Regions from separate parts of the Gossypium hirsutum genome. Here region 1 is linked to region 2. The links are chromatin contacts, called in public Hi-C maps. All regions are on one chromosome and are shown on one strand. Each heading gives the region's core, a stretch centred on a gene start, on an enhancer-like site or on the middle of the called end of the contact. The rest is flanking DNA. Distances are from core to core; before and after follow the strand shown. Region 1 holds the start of LOC107929441. Region 2 holds the start of LOC107929407 (upstream activation factor subunit UAF30).

What was found. Hi-C and Micro-C count contacts between places; a contact is called where the count stands out from the background.
Region 1: a Hi-C map of leaf shows a contact between it and region 2, with 2.2 times the contacts expected there. The contact joins the promoter of LOC107929441 here to the promoter of LOC107929407 in region 2. A contact is called at or near these places in 6 of 34 Hi-C or Micro-C datasets (callus, hypocotyl, leaf and 1 more).

Annotation. Positions count from the first base shown.
Region 1 is chrA08:110,460,212-110,463,138 of Gossypium_hirsutum_v2.1, forward strand. LOC107929441 reads right to left here and starts at 1,421. Exons shown (of 9, transcript XM_016860860.2): 1 at 971-1,421; 2 at 578-710; 3 at 347-424; 4 at 1-178. The coding sequence starts at 1,047.
Region 2 is chrA08:110,327,441-110,330,140 of Gossypium_hirsutum_v2.1, forward strand. LOC107929407 (upstream activation factor subunit UAF30) reads right to left here and starts at 1,327. Exons shown (of 2, transcript XM_016860820.2): 1 at 821-1,327; 2 at 1-238. The coding sequence starts at 1,054. The coding sequence ends at 113. It overlaps LOC107929455, which reads right to left. Exons shown (of 7, transcript XM_016860882.2): 7 at 1,733-2,700. The coding sequence ends at 2,699.

The DNA.
Region 1 (2,927 bases), core at 171-2,670, 130 kb after region 2:
GTTCACTCATCCATTCAGATATGGTCTTTCCATCCAAAGGCATCTGCTCCACAGAATCCCACTCTCTGGCATTAGATGACGGACAAACATTTATCCCTTCATTGAGGAATGAACAAGCATCCATCTCTCGGTTAAAAACCATGAATGTCTCATCTTCAGCTGCAACATAAAGCAAAGCCTACACAAAAAGATACAAAAAAACAAAAAATAAAACTTCCAACTTATGTTTCAAAAGCATGAACGAAGCAATGACCAATACCTCCTCAAATAACAAATGATTTAGCGAAGGTCAAACAGAAAAAGGACGAGGAAGTAAGCTGATAACCATTACTCATTATATCCATACCTTAGCAAGAGAAACGTCTTTATCTTCAGACTGGAAGGAGATCTCCTGAGCGAACTTGTCCCTTGCAGTCTTTAGAGCCTGTCACAGTCCATTCAAGTTTAACAGAATACTAGAAAAAATGGGACTGGAAGATAATCAAAGTAATAACAAGTTGATTAACATGGTGATGCAGATATCCAGAATGGATGAACAACATATATGCATATATATAGTATATAGATCAAGAGAAACCTCCTGGTAAAATTTGTGACGAGAAGAAGAGTCTTTAGGATTGGAAAAGAGAGGGTAAGCAGAAGCAGCAGCAGTGGTCCTACTCCTCCATCTCCTCAAGTCCTTGTGATCATGATGGTGATGATGATCATACCTGATTAAAGAATAAACGGATATTCCATGGATTTTTTTTCCTACTAAAAATCCTTCTTCCGTCACTACATTATACTAAAAATTCTAGTAGCCCACACTGATTACGAGATACCCAACTGTCAAGTTTTATAGTAAACCCCACTTAGCAAATTAGATAACTAGATATATAAAATAGGAATTAAAAAAAGATTCAATCATCACGGAATTACCTAATAAAGCAAAAAAAATGAAAAAAAAAGAGAAACAAGTTCAAAGAATTACCTGATAAAGAAATGATCAGCAGCAAATGTTTGAGAAAACATTGATGCCGCTGGCATGCAATATACTGTGCACAACATTCTTATGAGCAAATAAAAAACAAAAACAAAAAAAAAACGATGAATTAAAGCAAATGAAGAGTGATTTAAGGAGAAGAAACAAGAAATTACCAAAATCCATGACAAGATGGAAGCTAAAATTGAATTTCAAAACCAAAATTAGTTAGTTTTTGAATTGACTGAAACGAAAGTTATGTTTAAGAAGAAAAGAAAAAGAAGAAGAGAGATGATGGCATGGAATTGGAAATTTGGAAGGGGAGGGAAGCGTAGAAGATTGCGAGGGTAAGGTGGCTGCTTCTTCTTCATCTCCCTCTCCCTTCAACATAATCGATACGGTAACAGCTAGGACCCGTCAATGACCGGGCTCCACGCGACGATACTCAGACAAAAATAATAAGCAGCTTAAAAAATGCCATTTTCAAAAATTTATACTTTTAGGTTTAACTGTTAGCATTAATTGTTTTGTTAAGTTTTAACTGTTAGTATGTATTGTTTGGTTAAATTTGTGTTTGATATTTTAAAATAAAAAACATATTTATTTGGTCGTTATATAGTTAGTAAATAATTTGAATTTAACAATAAATTTAAACGGTATTAATTGTTCAACTTAAATTTTAAAATTTAAAATATAAGAAGATTAAATTTATTAAAAAATAAAAATAAAAGATTAAATTTAAAATTTAAAATTTAAAATTTTAGAAAGATATAAAAAAATTTAAAATTTTAGAAAAATATAAAAAATTTAACCTGAAATTGTGCTAAAAATTAAATTCATTAAAAAGGTTAACCACCTAGAATTTGTCTATAATATTATTTTGTTCATATTTGGTGGATTAAATATATTCTTTTGTTCATAGTTGGATAAGTTTGGATAGCCTTCTGCATGCGGTCCAGCGTTGAAAACATGTAAAAACGTTTTTTTTTTTAATATGATAAAAATAATAGAAGAGATCGTCAAGCCTCAAAGCTAAATTCTCAAAAACCTAAAACCAGTCTTTTCCTTTGACAGATTTGTAAGGTAAGCAAATTTCAAATTTCGGATAAAACCAAATTAATTCGGTTAATCGATCGAATTTGGTTAATCGGTCGGTTAATTAAATTAATTCGATCGGAAGTTGGTTAATAATTTTTTAGAAGTTCGTTTAATTGTTAATTTGGTTCGAAATCGGTTAACCGAATTAACTGAATTTAATAAATAATATTATAATATATAAGTATTCGGTCTGTTCGGTTTGGTTAATTTTTTGGAAATATAAATTAATCGGTCGGTTAAACCGGTTAATTTTTTTATATGTTTTATACTTGTTTTAACTAAAAATATATAAATTTCGGTTAATTCGGTTAACCGACCAAATTAATCGAAAAAATTCGATTCAGTTAAATTTTTTTTAAAAAAAAATTCGATTCCATTAACGGTTAAAGGTTTAAAAGGGTCGATTAATTCAATTAATGGTAGTCCGGGCCGATTAACAGATTGAACACCTCACAAATTTGAACTACAACTTTTAAAAATGCAAAGTTGAAAATTACTTAGGCGTGTTTGTATGGTCATATGAAGCTTAATTTGAAGTTATGGTTAGAGTTCTGTATATAAAAAAAAGAATGCTAAGAAAATTTTACCTATCAATTAACTTACTTTGGTTGGAGTATTATTTTTTCCACATTGACTAGTTATAAATTAATTGCAATTGGTATTTTTTTTTTTTTGCTATTCTCATTACTTGTTTGTAATAAAGATATGGAAAATTTTCGATTATTTTAAAGAAATCTTATTTTTTATAAGAGTTTTTATTCATTTTTCTAATTGAATATTTATATTTGTACTAATAATTCTTTATTTTATACTTCACTACTTCAAAATTTGTATTAAATAAATAATTTTCTCAGATTATTACACTAAT
Region 2 (2,700 bases), core at 77-2,576:
TGAAAAAGACTAATGACAAAAGCATTTTTTCAGATTCATCACAATGCAACTTAAGTCTTAAAGTTCCAACAAAAGGCTAACGCTAAGGCAAAGGCAAAGGCAAAGGCAAAGTTTATTTGGATTTCAGAAAATGTGGGGAGAGATATTTGCTAATCTCTAACATTCCGACAGACTCCTTCCCGGCGAATATCGTCTTCAACTTCTCATCACAAATAATCTCCTTCTTGTTTGCAGGGTTCTGAACAACATCACAGCAAGCAAATTACAGGGTCAAGCAAATAAAAGACAGACAATATTGCTAGGATTATACAAGCTTCCTTGCATAACAACAATCTTAAAAACATAAATACTAATGGTACTAAAATAAAGCATAAATTAACACTTAGCCTAGGTGGGATTAAAGAAGAAAACTTCAAAGAGTTGAACAACAAACATAAAAAAAAATGTGAATTCTGATAGACTTAAACATCAAAGGAGCTTTTGGATTTATATTTTTACTGAAAAGTTGTAGAACAAAATGCAAAATGCTGCTCCTTTTATAACTTTGTTTTCCTTCTTCACAAACAAATGGTATCAAGCATATTTTCTGTTTGACTAACAGGCGTGACTTGCAGAAATCTTTATTCTTGTTTACAAATACAGAAAAAAGAGCCATCCTTTACTTTTGGGGGGATTAGGATAACTTGAATGAGAATATGGATTGAAACTACCATGAAAACAAACATGATTAATATATTCTCTCTAATTGTTCCACCAATAACTAGAGAGCAGGCTAAAGTAACAGTAACATTGGAAGACAAAAAAGGAAAGGGTTTTGGACCTGGAGATTGTGGAGCTTGATGTAGTCCCAAATCTTTTTAATGGCGTCGGTGCGAGAAGCTTCGGAGGCTCCAAGGAACTTGGCCAGCTGTGGAGAGACAGGTATCACCCGCATAAGCCCCCTTCCATTTCCACTGGAAGAAGAAGAAGACGAAGAAGCGAAGGAAGCAGAGAAAGCCTTCGCCGCTTCTAACAATCCGCCGCACCTGCCAAACAGTCTTGATGTAGCCATCATCGCTGTCTCTCCCTCAGTTTTCAGCTCCTAAAACCCTAAGCTCTTTTCTTTTTGGCCAGTGAACCCTAAGTCTGTGAGACAGGAAACTTGTGTTCTTTTTAAGGAAAAAGAGAAAAAAGTAAAGTGGTTGTTGTTACCCTAATTGGGCTTATAATCGAATAGAGAAGAATAATTGGGCTGAAGCATTAGGGAAAGCCTTTCAATGTTTGTACCCTACACTCTTAAAAGCAAATTTTAGATTTTGACTTTCACATCCAAATCCTAATGTCTTTTTGTTTGTATGAGAGATTCAGCCATTTGCGATAAGTATACTAAAAAAGTCACATTGTATTTTAGTTTTTAAAATTTAAAAATAAGTAAATTAGTTAATAAAAAAGTAAAATAATCTTTCCTATAAAAAAATTAATCTAAACAGTTACACATGACATGTCACGTTTAACTACAAAAATTGATAAAAATTTTAAAAAGATAACTACTTTACAATGACCACTTTGCTTATTTTTTAAGTGGAAGAGACAAAATATAATCGTACTCTTAATATAAAAATCTCCATAATACTTTATCGTTATTTATTACACTTGACACATATAGGATCTTAAGATCTATTTTTCATTCATAACTTAACCTGATCGATTCTCCATAACTATTCCATTCAGCACTTTGAATAATGCAAATAGCTAGGGCAAAAATACTGCTGGTGTATAAAAGCATTGTTGAGAGGAGACTATATACAAGCAAGTGTTCAAAGTTAGAGCATACTTCTAATCTCATAAAAGATCGGATTTGATACTTATAAATTCACAAAATGATAATCACTGAACCAACTTAGCAAAATGTAAGAAAGAAACTGTAACAAAATCTTTGTTTGCATTTATGTTATACCGATCTCATGATGCCAATTAAGTTAAAATTCATTCAACTGTTACTAGGATGAGAAAGCAACTAAAGATCCCTTCCCTTCATCTCTTAATTGACAAAATTGACTTGGTTCCGAGATGTAGAATCTATGTTGAATCACCATTTAGCAGGGCTAGTGGGGCTTGGGTCTCATTCTTGGGCGGGGCATCAAGTACATGTACACTGAACTAAAATTCCAAGAATGTTGATATGTTACTGGGATGAGAAAGCAACTAAAGATCTCTTCCCTTCAAGAGAAATTACTAACAATACGATCTTCTTCCTACATTGAGGGATTGCAACGCAGATCACAAAATTACTAACAATACCTATATAACGTTCTTGCTCCTCACAATAATATCACCAAAAGGCTACGCGCAACAAATGCCTCCAAGCTTTGCATAAATCTGTTTTACAAAGAGAAACTCGATGGTTCATCAATCTCTAAACACCCGACGAGATGGTCAGCGTCCATTTAACTTCATCAGGTTCAAGGCTGACTCGAAATCTAAGCCATAAAACCAGGTACAATTGAAGTTTAGCAGACAAAAATGCCTTTGATAGCAAAACTGAAATTATGAACGTGTACATAAGATTTTGACAAGGATACTCCATTTCTTATGCTTCTAAGCTATCAAAATAGTATACTTCCCCTACTCTTCATCATCGTCATATTCTGGTATATGCTAAAAAAGAATCAAACGACCAGATTCTCAGTGTAGTGCAAATTATGGGAACTTTATGGTTTC